Linked DNA regions of Mus musculus: regions 1 and 3 are each linked to region 2. A link is a contact called in public HiChIP or PLAC-seq data. All regions are on one chromosome and are shown on one strand. The core of a region is the stretch at or near the end of the contact, and the rest is flanking DNA. Distances in the headings are between cores, read along the strand shown.

Evidence for each region. HiChIP or PLAC-seq counts read pairs in DNA pulled down with a chosen protein or histone mark.
Region 1: a contact with region 2 is called in a FOXA1 HiChIP or PLAC-seq map of pancreatic cancer cells. The contact joins two enhancer-like sites. A contact is called at or near these places in 2 of 115 datasets of contacts at active chromatin or transcription factors (astrocytes and pancreatic cancer cells).
Region 3: a FOXA1 HiChIP or PLAC-seq map of pancreatic cancer cells shows a contact between it and region 2. The contact joins two enhancer-like sites. A contact is called at or near these places in 3 of 115 datasets of contacts at active chromatin or transcription factors (astrocytes, embryonic stem cells and pancreatic cancer cells) and 1 of 9 other capture datasets (embryonic stem cells).

The regions. Positions count from the first base shown.
Region 1 is chr1:89,569,144-89,574,143 of GRCm38.p6, reverse strand. All of the region lies in intron 1 of Agap1 (ArfGAP with GTPase domain, ankyrin repeat and PH domain 1), which reads right to left. All of the region lies in intron 1 of Gm41914 (a long non-coding RNA gene), which reads left to right. Among named protein-coding and RNA genes, the nearest start is that of Gm41914, 9.3 kb to the left of the region's middle. Within about 2 kb of position 3,418, at least 71 of the 459 cell types and tissues checked have an H3K27ac peak or open chromatin away from gene starts, as enhancers often do. A contact at or near this core is called in pancreatic cancer cells, where this site is marked.
Region 2 is chr1:88,637,039-88,641,862 of GRCm38.p6, reverse strand. No RefSeq gene overlaps it. Among named protein-coding and RNA genes, the nearest start is that of Arl4c, 63 kb to the left of the region's middle. Within about 2 kb of position 2,277, at least 129 of the 459 cell types and tissues checked have an H3K27ac peak or open chromatin away from gene starts, as enhancers often do. A contact at or near this core is called in pancreatic cancer cells, where this site is marked.
Region 3 is chr1:89,511,347-89,515,917 of GRCm38.p6, reverse strand. The region is part of intron 1 of Agap1 (ArfGAP with GTPase domain, ankyrin repeat and PH domain 1); the gene reads right to left. Among named protein-coding and RNA genes, the nearest start is that of Agap1, 59 kb to the right of the region's middle. Within about 2 kb of position 1,872, at least 32 of the 459 cell types and tissues checked have an H3K27ac peak or open chromatin away from gene starts, as enhancers often do. A contact at or near this core is called in pancreatic cancer cells, where this site is marked.

The DNA of each region.
Region 1 (5,000 bases), core at 2,169-4,668, 930 kb before region 2:
TCGGGATCCTACACTGTCACTGCCCACAGAGACGCCATCCTAACAGAAGCTAACAGAGCCTTCTGCAGAAGGGCCAGAGAGGGACCCAAACCCAGTCACAGCTTTTCAACACAGCCTGGAACAACTGAGGACAGTCCCAACCCCAGCTAAAACCGTATCTCCACCTACATGGACCAGCGAGAAGCTGTGGTTTTCTAGCATGCTCTACAGAGCATCCACTGTGAATAGCTTCACTACCACACATGGAAATGTTCTATGTGAAGAAGACTTAAGACATTAAGTCAGATCTATGAGCCATCACTTTACAGAAATGAATTCAAGCAACACTTAGCACAGCAGCTCCTACTTAAGAGTGACTCCCCAAGGACTCTACATGGCTACAACCACAGCATGCGGAAGGATTCCCACCCCATCTTCCCTCCCTCCAGCCTTCCCACACATCAGCTGTGTGCATGCAGCCAAGGAAAAGAAATAAGAGGCATCAACAAATGGGACACACCCCTCACTGGCTGTGAAGTATGTCCTAGTGTCACAGAAACTCTTTCCCTAGAGGGCTGGAAACATCTACCCCTTTCTTCAGCGCATCGAAGACAAGCCAAAGTAATGGCCCTATCACAATCCAGCCTGGAGGACTAATGAGTTCGTCAGGCTTTCTCATCGTGGATCACAAGTTGCTCACGGGAGGGTGGCTAACCCCAATACAGTTGCCCAGCAGAACGCCTTGCCCCAGCATGGATGATGCCTTCCCAACAGAGGCAGAGTTAGGTCTCCTTTCTGCTGGCCTTTCAATCTATAAACTCCAGTACCTGCAGAGACCCCAAGACCACATGCAAGTACAACAGAATTAGCAGTACACAGGACTAGCTTAAAGCACAGGACAGAGTGACTGAGATTCGGTGAGGATCCTCTAGGAAGGACCATCAAGAGTTAAAGAGGCCTGATCTTGAGAGTCACCTGCATGTAGAGGTGGCAGCTAGGCAGAGAGGAGGGCACTACTCAGCAGATGTTAGTAGAAAGCCAAGAAAGGAATCCTTGGGCCACCCCATCTTCCTACACCGAAAGGTTTAACAGGTTTTCCTGGCACTTACATGAAGATTGAAGTGAAGGCCCCAAATGATGCCCCGAGTCTGCACAGGTCCTGAGGAGCACATTTTGACAGTGACCACATCTGCATCCCAGGCTGGGCTCTCCCAGAGGGCTACTTGGAATTCTATGACCAGAGGTTTCAAGAGAGGATCCATTCTCTCTGTCTAAATGTCATGCCCTTCCCCCTTCCTCCCTCCCTGCCACTGTCAACCAGTGGATCATTTCAGTGGTCCTCAGGCACCAAGGACAAGCAAACCCAGGCAGCAGACAGCAACCACTTCCCCTGGCAGTTCCAGGGGAGTAACTGCCTCGTACCTGAGCTCCTTGGAAGAGAAGAACAAGTCACCATATCATGGCTGGCACTAACAGAAAAGAAAACATCCATGGCTTCTTACCTACCTGCCTCACACCTGCCTCCGGGGGCCTTATGCAGACATCAAGCTAAGCTTCAACAGCTCAGGGGGTGGGGCTGAGGTGCGGTGTGGGCGGGGCGAGAATGAAGCCTCAGCCAGGAACCCAGCCTTGCCCCAACCACTGTACTTCCTCACCATGCTCTGACAATCAGCTACCTGTGACTCCTTCCAAACTCAGCACCAGCTCCAAACTCTTCCACAATGGAAGACAAACTGAAGAATGGTGAGCTGAAGAGCAATGGTCACCAATTTGGGGCATCCCAGGACTTGTAATGGTACTCCCACCAACACTGTATGTTGTGTCAGGAGTGATGTTAAAGATGGAGAACTGTCAGCCCACACAAAGGTTCCAGGATCTGGAAACAGACACTCTTGACATAGGAATCCCGAGACACTGCTGCATGCTTGACAGCAAGGAACACACAAAGCAGGGACTAACTCCATACCCCTGGGCCTCTTATCCCTCCCTCAAGACCAGTCCACCCCAAAGGCAACCATCACACCTGCCCGTCCCCTCATGTTCCCTCCACTCCAGGGCTCCTCCCCTAAACCGCACAGGTGGCATACCTAGAGCTGACTCCAGCTGTAGTCTAAGCTTTCCCCTCTCTATCCAGCAAAGAACCGGGGATATCACAGTCCACAGCAGATACTTCCCTACCTGCCCCTGGTGACTCTTAAGATGTCATGCCTGGTCACGGCCCTAAGGAGACCCTTTGAGACCCCAATTCAGACATGGCTTCTGGACCTGCACAGACATCACCTGGGAACATGTCCCTCCCTATCCTCATCCCTAAGAGGAACACTCTAGGACACATGCAGCAACATCAAGAGATGTCGCCAACCTCTCCTGTAATGATAACAAGATCTAGGCCCTCACTACAGCCCCAGACAGCCCTATCCCACTCCAATGTTTCAAGCTGCCTGTCCCCTCGTACTATGAGGTTGAGTCATTATAGTCACCTAGAAGGAGCCTTCCTCCACCTGCAGGCCTTTCCAGACAGCACCCATCTCCTGTACTCTAGTCAGAACTACTTCCTCCCCCTCTGGGGATTTCCCATCCCCTCACCCATCCCACACAGAAGGACGTCCAAGCCAAGCATCCTTCCAGCCTCCTCCACGCCTACACTCAGCTCCCTCTCCAGAAATGGTCGTCAGCCCTGATAGCCCGGCTTCACGGTGCAATTGTGCTCTGTAACCATGCCTTGCCTGCGGAGTAAAATGCACCCTCCTCAAGTGGCACCAAGCCTGACACCTTCAGCAGAACACCCTGCAGAACCCTGTGGCAGGGCCAGGTTACATGACTTGAATGACACAGACCCCTGGGACCCAAGCAAGGGAGCCCTGAGCCTGTGAAAACATGACAGAGCTATGACAATCAGACAGACAAGCAGGATCCAGTGGGTGAGGTGTTGACCCAGTGTTTACTGCAAGGCTGCCCCCACCTCCCACTGGCAACACCTTCATCCCCTGCCCCCACCTCCCACTGGCACACCTTCATCTCCTTTCTCAACCCTAACCACATCATTTGCACTCACCCCATGACACCTGTTGGAACCAGCAAGATGGAACCTAATATGTCCCGTCCGTCCATCCCCCACATGGCCTTGGCCATGCCCTCCCTGAAGAATAGACATGCTTCCCTGTGTCTTCCCTGGGAACTTAACCTCAAGTCTCAGGGACAGCAGCTTCCCCCTCCCCACCACTAGTTTCCTGATAGACAAGTCCTACTGGCTGGGGGTGGATCACCTCTGCAGGGTAGCAGTCAGCCCTGACCCACTCATGTGGCAAGCCAGATCAGCTGACTTGAACTGCACCCCCATGGTGCCCCTTTTTGGACCCCTCTCCCACACAGAAGTTTACCTCCAGCAGTTAGGAACAGACACAGGGAAGGACAGATGGTGAGTCACTTCTTCCCTGACCACAAAAATCCTGAGTGCAGCTGACCCTGGGTGGCCGCCCTCTGTGATAGCCTGTTCCTCCCTCAGTGGAAACCATGAAAACAAACTTACTGTGTGTCCTGGGGGGAAGGGCTGCTCCAAATGTGACGGCCCATGGTCCAGGCCTTGCTTCATTTCAGGGAATAGGGTACTAGGCATAAGAGTAGGGTGCAGAGGCTTTTGGTAGCCCTTGATGTTCAGTTCCTAGTTGGGTGCAGGACAGGAACCATGGCATGTCCAATGTTGGCATCCCTAGGACTGGAAGTAGCCAGAGAAAAAGGTGGAATGGCCTGGGCTGCTTCAAAAGAGACTGGCAACAGCTTTGCAGCCAGGGCTGGTGTCGGGACCTGAGGTCCCCAGCACCCAGCTCCGCATGCATTCCCAGTCACTGCTGTCACAGCAGGGGCTGTGAAGGCTGGATATGTAGGGGTCCCATCCTGGCTCCCAGAGAATGGACCTTACCTGCTGCTCCCCTCTCTGTCAAAGGACTTCCAGAGAAGCAACAGTCATCATGGGAAATTTCAGAGCCAAGGAGAGGTGGCAGACAGATAGCAGGATATTCCCCTGGGGCTTTTCTCCAAAAGACTCTGAAAAACTTGGAGTTTACACCCAGGGGGAGCAGGCGCCTAATGCAGCGTTGCTGCATAGCAGTGTGATGCACACACTGCACCCAGGAAAGCAAGCTTCTAAGACCCTCTGTTCCTCTGGGACTTTGGAGCATTCCTAGGCTGCTACCAAACACCAACACACGCAGGTCATCTCAAGGTTCACAACAGTGCCAGCCCACCTGGCCTACACTCCTTCCAGCCTAGCTGAGGATTGACCTAAGGAGGTAGCAGCGTGTAGCTCTTTCCCGTGAGGAGTACAAAACTGATCTGATTCAAATAAGGTGCAAGAAAAGATAACAGAGACCCACCCCCCCCCACACACACACACACACACAGGCCCCAAACACTATGCCATGTAGCTCTTAGCAAAACATCTCATCTCTGGAGATCACTGCCGACCCACCGTCATCACAGTTCCCAGCTCTCCCCCTTCTCTAGACAGCAAAGGTCCTGTTAAGGCTCACCTTGCCCCTCCTGATGCCAGGCCAGTATATGAGGGCATTCAAGGGCATGCATGACTACTTTTATTACTATTTTATGAATAGATAAAAGTCACAGGTTCTAACTGTGCCTGGATCCCATGGGAGACATAAAAACTCGCTGAGGCCAAGCAGCCCATGGGAAACATCTATTTGCTGGGCTACCCTGCCCCACACCAAAATCCAAGATGTTCCCATACTCAAGAGGATGTACTGAATGTTACATGGCTGTGTCTCTACAACACTTACCAGAACCCGTGGTATCTCAATCATTATTTTGTTATGCTGTAACTTTTAAGGAAATAGCCACAAGGAAAGGGGGCTACACATGCTTGTTACAGCTGAGATTTTGTTACCAATAAGTCTGGCCAGTGGTCAGCTGAAGCTGATGCAGAATCCACTGAGGGGCTGTGATTCATTCTGCTTGCCTAAGTGGAAGCAGGAAGAAAGAGGAAGAAGGAGATGGTGGAGGGGGGA
Region 2 (4,824 bases), core at 1,028-3,527:
GACTGAGGCAAACATATCTTCTGAGGCCAGCCCATTGCCTCTCGATTTCAACACAAAAGGGTGGGGAAATCCAAGGGCCTGTATAGGGCACAGTGGGGAGGGTCAGACAGGCCCTGCTCATTCCATTTCTCTATAGTCCAATCAGTGCAGGACTCAGAGGGCAGATGATCCACTGATGAAAGATCAGTGTCCCAGACCTTTGTCTCCCAAAGGCCCTGATGCCAGTAGCACCTGGGAACTTCCTACAAGCACCAAGAGATCCTAAGTTCATCGTCATGTCTATATACCTCTTCCTCCTGAGAGCTTTGGGGTTGCCATCTTAAACCCCTGAGATCCATCAGGGCCCTATGGATACTAGGCAATTCTAAACTCAGAGGGCAGGCAGGAGCTCAGGTCCACATAGCAAGTGAATGGCTTTGTTGAAGCACACAGAACCAGGTACATCCTGTGTGTTCATTCCAGGAGGACAGCAGGTGTGCTGTTACATCATGGGGAAGTTTGAATTCAACATGGCCTGAATGTCCTAATGACTTACTCAAGATGCAAATATTACCACGCCACCGTGAAGATGTAACTCCTCACAGAGTAGTGACTCCAGGGATATCTAACTAGTAGCTTCAACACTCTGATAAATTAAAATTCTTTGCATCTTCTTTTTGGTCTCAGGACTTTCTATTCAAAGCCTGAGTTAAGGCTGGGTAGTGGATACTTAAATCTGTTTGAAATATGACACAAAAGCCATAGGCTGAGATAGAAGGTCTTGCAAAGCTAATAAACCTAGGGAGAGCATCTGTGCAGGCTGGGTACTGCTGTGAATTTTCAGACAGGCTGGAGAGTCATTTTAAACAAGAGAAAAAAATGTGACAGCCTCATGTTTATAACATTGGGTGACTGAACTTAGTGTTCTTATGGTTGATAGTTAATTATTTTAAAAATTAATCCTAGTGTTTTGAAAAGATAATGTGTGTGTGTGTGTGTGTGCAGGTGTGAATACATGTGTCTGCAAGTATATGTGGCAGTCAGAGGTCGACACTGGGTATCTTCCTTAATAGTGTGCCACTTTTTCTTCTTTTGAGACAGGGTCTCTCACTAACCCGTGAGCTTACCCATTTACCTAGGCTAGCTGGCCAGTGGGTCCCCAGAGATTCTTCTATCTGTTCTCCTCCAGCCCTGGAATTACAGTTGCAGTCTACTGCACCTGGCTTTTTGTGTAGATTCTCACCCAGGTCCTCCAGCTTCTATCTAGAATGTTACTGGTTGAGCTATCTCCCTGGCCAGTCCGAGCGCTTACATGCATAAATCATGTTCTGCAGGTACTGAAGCTGCCGTGAGCCACACGTAATGCACACGCATTGTTGAACCAGCCTCGGGAAAGGCAACTGGTCCTAACTGGAGAGTCAAAAGGCACCGTTTCAGAGCACAGCTAACAAATTCATGGTTTTGTTTCATTTATGTATTTATTTGCTATGTGTCTTCCTCCCACCATCACAAGAGGGATTTCAGAGCCAAATTTCCGAAGACCAGGCTTTTCAGAATGGTGTCATTTGTATTCCTCCCCTAGAACAGGGGCTTCAGAAAAAGAATGTGAGCTATGCAGGGGAGAGCCAAGGAATGTGTGTGCCCCTTAGAAGGACCTGCAGGTCAGAGGGAGACATCCCTGGAATCTGGCTTTGAAGGCAGAAATCAGTGTGATGGATGGATGGCAGGAAACTTGAAAGGAAGCTAGGGGCGGTGAGGCCAGGCTCCAGCAAGCCAGGGACTTCCCCGGCCAGGGAGAGAGCCCTATGGCCCGATCTCAGATGGTGAATCACCTGCTCAAGCTGTTCCTACGCCTCCTGCACCCAGGAGCTGGTGCACATGCCGAGATTTCACCACAGTGACATGCCTGCAAGTGGCAGGTGGCTGAGTAAGGCCCCCAGGCTGGCCTGGCTGACCCTCCCACTGTGCCCTATACAGGCCCTTGGATTTCCCCATCCTTTCGTGTTGAAATCAAGAGACAATGGGCGGGCCTCAGAAGATATGTTTACCTTTGTCTCCCAGGAGTTAAGTGTTCATCCAGAGATGCAGCTTTCTCAGCGAGGTCAGGTGAGAGCAGCTACTCTGCAATGAAAAGGAAGGTTTGGTTGGGGAAGACCTATACACTGCCGCTGCCTGGACAGCTGCTTCTCTGAGCCAAGGACGGGGGAATCTTCCTGTAAGTCCCAGACTCACACAACCTGGCATCCAGGGGCTGGGTACACAGTGTTGTAGCTGTTTTCCCTAACATGCCTTGCATTCCACAGAAGTGACTCAGTGCCAGCTGCACAGAGCCTCCTGCCTGTGACTTTGAAGGCCCTCCCCACCTGAGGAGGACTGTGGTCTTCCAGGAACAGCTCAAAACCCAGCCTCAAAACAGCTTTTGACTCCCAGGTCCTGGGACACAATATGCTGTCTTCTCCCAGCCCCTGCCTGGGCTCAGCCATCAAATTGATAAGCTCCTCCCATTCGTTATTATGTAATTGTTACCACCCTTTATAAAGACCAAGTATCATATCTGGGACAGGAACTCATGGAATGAAGCATATATAATGAGTGGTGGGGTGCTTTTTGCACTTACTAGGGTTTGAACCCAGGACTTCAAGGTGCTAGTCAAATGCTGTATCCCTGAACATCTCATCTCACTGATGTGTTTTATAAAGACCAAGGATATGTTTTATAGAGTGCAGGATGATGCAGTGGGAGGGGAGACCTCAGCAAGCCTATGCTGAAGCATCCCTCACCCTGAGGTACCAGCCACAGGACGGTCTAGTATAGCATAGAGTTTATTTGGGAGCATGGGAAGGGGAGCTGAGAAGGGAATAGAAGCAGAGGAAGAGAGGGGACAGAGAAGGACACAGAAGGGGTTGGGGGGAAGAGGCTGGCCAAGAACATATGGAGAGGGAAAGATAGGGGTCAGAGAGAAGAAAGTCAGAGAGTCAGAGAGAAGGGGCGAGGCCAAACAGTTCCTTTTAAAGCAAGCCAAGCCTACCTGACTGTTGCTAGGTAACTGTTGGGCGGAGCCTAGAAAGAATGCCAACACTCACCACCTCTGTTTTTACTGCAGATTGCCTCTACCAAAGTCCATGCTGACAGCTAGATTTTAACCAAGTGGTGCCTCGTCATATAGGCCAGGCTAGACCCCATGGGTTGATTACCTACACTGTATAAAATGCTCCAGGCTCGCTTACCTACCCTGGGCCCATTTTTTTTTTTGAGTAGCCCAGCTTCCCTCCATTATCAGATGATTTAATTTCTCTAAGAATTGCAAAGCAGCACATCACTATGGCCGCCGTTTGTATTTCTCTGACTATTAATAATATCATGCTCATCTTTGTATTCTTATTCATCAGGTCTCTCCTGTGATAATGACCTATGATTGTATCTGATTTACATAAATGCATAGAGGTGCATACTCAGTACACACACACACACACACACACACACACACACACACCTGTGTACATTCAGACACATCCATACATCTGTATACCTATAGCCATCAGTCCCTGTGTGTATGTATGTGGTCTTGTGTGAATACACACTTACAAAGCTCATGGATTTGTAGAAGTTAAGGTTTCATTCCTCACGATTATCGTTACCAGTAACCTATTTCACAACCTTTTTGCAAGAATGGAATGTCAGAGCCTAGCGATTGCTTGGCAGCATCCCCCCCTCCTCCCTCAGATACTGACAGATACCTACTGGGACTTGGCAGACAGGATTTCTCACCTGAAAAGGGAATTAACATCAAAAGGGTTTGTTGTTAAGGTATTGGCACCACAGCCCTGCTCCCTGCCCTGTTCCCTGCCTCCCTCCTATTACTGTCAAAGAAATGAAGCAGAAGGAAGAGGGAACAAAATGGGGCAGTGGGAAGAGGGCAGAGTGGGGGAACGAGGGTTCCCCAGGATGTCAAAAGAACTGATGACAATCTAGCCCAGCTGACCCCCAAGGAGGTGAGAACATTGTCTCAACCCTAACCTCTCCATGACCATAGTATGTCACTGAATGAGGAATTTTTGCAGTTTGTGCAAAGATCAAGGATGAGGACTCCAGCCTTCAAAGTCAAGCATTCTAGCAGCATCTTGCTATCCTTAGGCCTCCCAGCTGTGATGGTTGGTTAATCTAGAATCACCTAGGAAGAAAGTCTCCATGAGGGGTCTCTTAAATCAAGTTGATTTGTTGGCATTTCTGGCAGGATTGTCCTGATTGTGTTAATCGAGTTAGGAGGATTCATCCACTGTGGGTGGCACCATTCCATAGGCAAGCATTCTGGAGCATGTGAGGGTGGAGAGAGAAAGTGAGCTGAGTGTGGTTATCCAAGCATTCATTGTTCTTTGTTACCTTGACTTCCTCAGGATGGTAGTCCACAACCTGTAACTGTGAACTGAAATAAACTCTTCCTTAAAGCTGTCAGGCCATTTTATCATAGCACCACAAAAGGAAACTAAGATATCTGCCTTCCACGTAACAGCCACGTTTGAACCCCAGGCCTTTCCTTCAAGACCTCCCTTGTTCTGACACTTGTGTGAGTGCTGCAGATTTTCCCAGAACCCCCAGGGAAGTGTCTCTAGGGTCAGTTCCAATGATGTTCCTGCTTTGCTACTTTCTGGCTCTCTGCTTTCTTCTTTAAAAAAAGGAGAAGAAGAAGAAGAAGAAGAAGAAGAAGAAGAAGAAGAAGAAGAAGAAGAAGAAGAAGAAGAAGAAGAAGAAGAAGAAGAAGAAGAAGAAGAAGAGAAGAGAAGAGAAGAGAAGAGAAGAGAAGAGAAGAGAAGAGAAGAGAAGAGAAGAGAGAAGAGAAAAAGGAAA
Region 3 (4,571 bases), core at 623-3,122, 870 kb before region 2:
CAGACAGGTTATGTGTTTAGTAAAACAACAATAGCATCTCAACACACAATTACCTCAGTCCACCTGCACCATCCCACCAAGGGATGCCCCCCAAGGGATGTCTCTGCTGCCCCCCTCCCGCTTCCTGTCTGGTGACAGAAGTAGAGTGGACTTAATGGCTGGTTCTTACTTTTTGCTTTTCAATTTTATTATTTTAGATTATTTTATTTCACTCATATGAATATTTTGCATAGATACATGGATGTATACCACGTGTGTGCCTGGTGCCCACAGAGGTCAGAAGAGAGTGTAGTATCTCCTGGAATTGGAGTTAGAAATAGTTCTGAACTACTATATGGGTGCTAGGGATTGAATCCAGGTGATCTACAAAAGCCACAAGTGCTCTTAACCACGGAGCCGACTCTCCGCTCCCTTCATGGCAGTTTCTGGAATGAGCATCCACACGGATGCTCACCAGTCAAGCTTAAGAAGGCTTAAGGGGCAGGTTTCAAAACACATTCACTAACTAACTTCCCAGCACAGACTCCTGCCAGGAACCAATAGCAGCTTTTAGAGACTTCTGACCTAACACCAGTTCCATGGGCTAAAACCCCAGGATATCCACATTGAGACCCCAGGGGACCTGCAGGAAGCCCCATGACAACAGAGAGCAGGCCTCTAAGTGAAGAAATTGTGTAGGCATTGGGGAAAGCTGGACAGATCACCAAAACCTCTGGAGCTGGCTCCAGTCCTAGGGCAGAAGGTGACAACCTCCCAGCTAGCTGGCCTCAGGGATGGGCACTGCATGTAAACGAATTTTAGAACATACATTGCACAGGGTAAAGCGGCCAGCTCTACCATCTCAGAACTGAGCCATCACTCCTGACTTCCTACTGTACAGCGGCCAAGCTCACCCAGGGGGTGACTGGCTGCCTCATCTACATACATCCTCATGCAACAGTGGACCTGGACCTTGAGACCAACAGCCTTGTTTCCAAACTTACGTTTCCTTCTGACAGTAATTACAGAGCTTAACTAAGCATCATACCAGCTGCTCGATGAGTTTTAATAAGACTAACTGCAATTATATCGTCTGACAAAACATTGCATACATGGACTAAATCACTTCAAGAATGGTTTTCCTCTGCAGAACAAATAGGAGGATGTTGGGGAAAGACTTGATGAAGATACCTTACCTTTGAAAACAAGGCATCTGCAGAGGCATAGGCAAGAGCACTTAGAAGCCTGAATGGGGACAGTGGCGGCCACCAACCAGGAGCTGCTTGTTTATTTACATACATTCATCCATACCCTAAAACAACCACAGTCTGCACCAGGCGGCTCCCAGGCTTGGTCCCTCTCACCCTAGCAGCACATGCTGAGCACACAGTAGGTCCTCATTACGGGCAAAGTCAACAGTGGGACTGTGAGGTCTCTAGAAGGCAAGTCATATTCCAGGCCCAGATGCAGAAGGTGGCTATTCCTCAGGCAGGTGAAGTCTGAGCTGGGACGAAGGCCTTGCTGTAGACAAAGGGACAGGAACAAGCACAGACAAGCAAATCACAGAGCAGGTGATGGGCAAGCTCGGAAGAGGAAGGATAATCCAGCATAGGGTTGGGAAGCCAGGAGACTTAGGGTGTGGCACAGGTGGGAGAACCCAGATATTGATGGACACCAGTCCCATGACATGGAGAACATCCCTAGGGGAGAGCAAGCAGAACACAGGAAGGTTCAACTGATGGTTTCCATAGGGGAAGCCTTCAGGCCAGGGCTGTCCATAGGCCAAATGCCATTCCCAAAATACGCTTACAGAAACCCTGAGTCACAAGGCACAGCTGGGTTCTGGCAGCTGGTATAGCCAGTTGACACAGGACAGGACGCAGTCTCCCCAGGAGCTCAGTATGTTTCCTCATTGACGTCGTCAATCAAAGCACATTGTTCTGACCCAGTCAGTCACCAGCTATGTCCCACTAAGGCCAACAGCACATGTCTGGGCAGAACTCAGACCTGTCCAAGATAGGAAGTCACTTTCCCTTCCCTGCGTGCTGACTGTACCCTTGGGCATGTAAACAACCCATCTCTAGAAGAGAGGCCTTCACAGGCCCCATGTTTCACAAAGGTCTTATGGTGTGCAAGAAAGCCTGGCAGGCTGTGCATACTTGTGATCCCAGCACTCGAGAGTCTGAAGGTCAGTGTAGACTACACAGCAAGACCTTGTAGTCCAAAACAAAAGTAGCGGAAAGCCAAGGTTTGCAGGATCAGATATCAAGTGTACATGGTTGTTAACACATCAACTGTGGTCGCACACTGTCCTAATGATGGCAGTAGTCCACAGCTGTGGTAAGGTCTCCGCAGCAGCACATGGCTGGCTCCCAGGAGTCAGGAACTCCTTTTTGGTTTTGTTTCCTTTATGAGACAGGGTCCCACGCGGCCTCCAGCAAGCTCTGTAGCAGAGAGGACACTGCCTCCACCTCCTGAGCGAGGATAAGCGGTAACAGGTGTGAGCCACCACACCCAGGGTTTCCTGTACTGTCGGCAAGCACCTGGCTACCTGAGCCATGTCTCCATAAGAATGAATTGTTAATTGAATTTAAGTAGCCAGAGGTAGCTAGTATCTGCTACACGGTAAGGCGCTGAGCTGGGTAACACCTACAGAAAATCTCCAATGTTCTGCTATAAGCAAAAGACACCTAATATGTCTCTGTAAGAGAACAGATAGAGCCAGCATGGTACTGTATACTTGTGATCCCATCACTGAGGAAACAAGCAGAGGCAGGAGGATTGCTGCAAGTTCCAGGCCAGTCAGGGACATACAGCAAAGCTTTTTTTTTTTTTTTCAAACATACAATTTTTTTTTACAAGTTAATAAAAAGGTAGACAAGAGAGGAGACACTGTGAATGTAACAGTTGAGTTTAAAATCCAAAACTACACCAACTGGGGGAGGATATGGGGGAAACGGGGTCAGCTCAGTGCTGCCCACAATGCCCACACAGTGCATATGAAAGCAATCACTGTGAGTTCTTTCCATTCTCGGTGCGTCTGAAATGCTCAAGAATAAAATCTTGTAGAGGCTAATCATCCAGTAGCCACAGGTCCTTGTAAAGCCTTCAAGTCTAAGTCACAGGAGGCCATTCCACCCAGGTCAGGGAGAAGTGTCTTCACAGCCACATCACCGACATCATCCGTGTAATTACGCTGGGCAGGGGTGAGCCCTGAGACTGCTGGGCCAAATGCTGAGATGCAGAATGCTAATGAGGTGAGTGCCCTCTTGCTTCTGAGAAAGAAACACAGGATTCAGAGGGTCTCCTTCCCCACCTTGGTTTACACATACCACAGGGCCAATGACATGTTCACACTTGTTCCTAGGTGACAGTCCAGGTTCACACTTAGCCACACTTCTGTTACAAGTTAAATGGCTCAGTATTACAAGAGCCTGAAGTCTGGGCACAGCCAGCGCCACACAGCATGCTCGGGCATCAGGACAGAAGCATAACCATCTGCAGAAAGCAGGCAGCGGGTCGCAAGTATTTGCTCTGAGCAACTGGACTCTGAGGGTCCCCAAGGTTGTGGTACCTAAGGCCTTCCGGGCCTACTGCTGTACATCAGACAGATTCAAGGTCTGTGGTAAATACTGAGTAACAGCAGTCACCTCCCCCAGACAGTCTTCCTGCTCAGAGCAAGCCAGAGGCTGACATTTAAATCCAGCTTACAGGCAACATCGCAGGCTCACTCCTGCTTGTTAGGACATGGGCTTCTGTGAGGGTCCAGAGGTACAGGCTAGGGCTGTGATCATAAATAGAGCTTCAAAGGTTGTGTGGACTGGAAAGAAACAGTGCTTACACAGAGATCTCTCAGGAGCCACATTCCAGGAGTGGCACCATGAGATCACAAAAAAGGGCCCAAGAAAGGCACAAGAGCCAGGCTTTGGGAATACATGACCCACTGCCATCACCTGGCCTCCGCTGGAGAGCCAAGCAACTCGGGGCAAGCTCCTTAACCTACTACTCATGACTTAATTTCCTTATCTGTAGAGATAGTAACAACATCTATTTCACAGAAAGAGTTAAATCAAACAGCACAATTACGCTATGGTCCCAGCACCCAACACAGAAGACTCAAAGTGCAAAGATGGGCTCAGTCAGTCAATCTATGTGTCTGTCTGCCTGCCTCCTTCCCCTCAACCCTCTCCTCTCTCTTCAGGTGCTTACAAAGAAAGCCCAGAAAGGTCATGACAATGAATCAAGAAGTTACTCAGAATCCAAACTTCTCCTGCTCAAAGAACAAGATGCCCTGTATTAAGAGCAAAGATTCCCTGGGCTACAAACCTTAATGGAAAAGGTCATAAAGCTATAAGGCCAGGTTGGAAAACCAGAAGGGACCAAAGTGTCCTAGCATTCACCCAGTCAGGGCCGAAACAGAGAAGCCAAAGACCTTTCCAGAAGTGGTGTGAGAAGCTTGTGACAGGAGGCTGAGGTAAATAAAGAGACATGAATAGAAGAGGCGCAGAACAAAAACTGCTGAGGGTATGGGAGCAACACAGACCTAAGGGCAAGCTACAGCGGTGTCAGAGAGTAAGCAAGCAAGCAAGCAA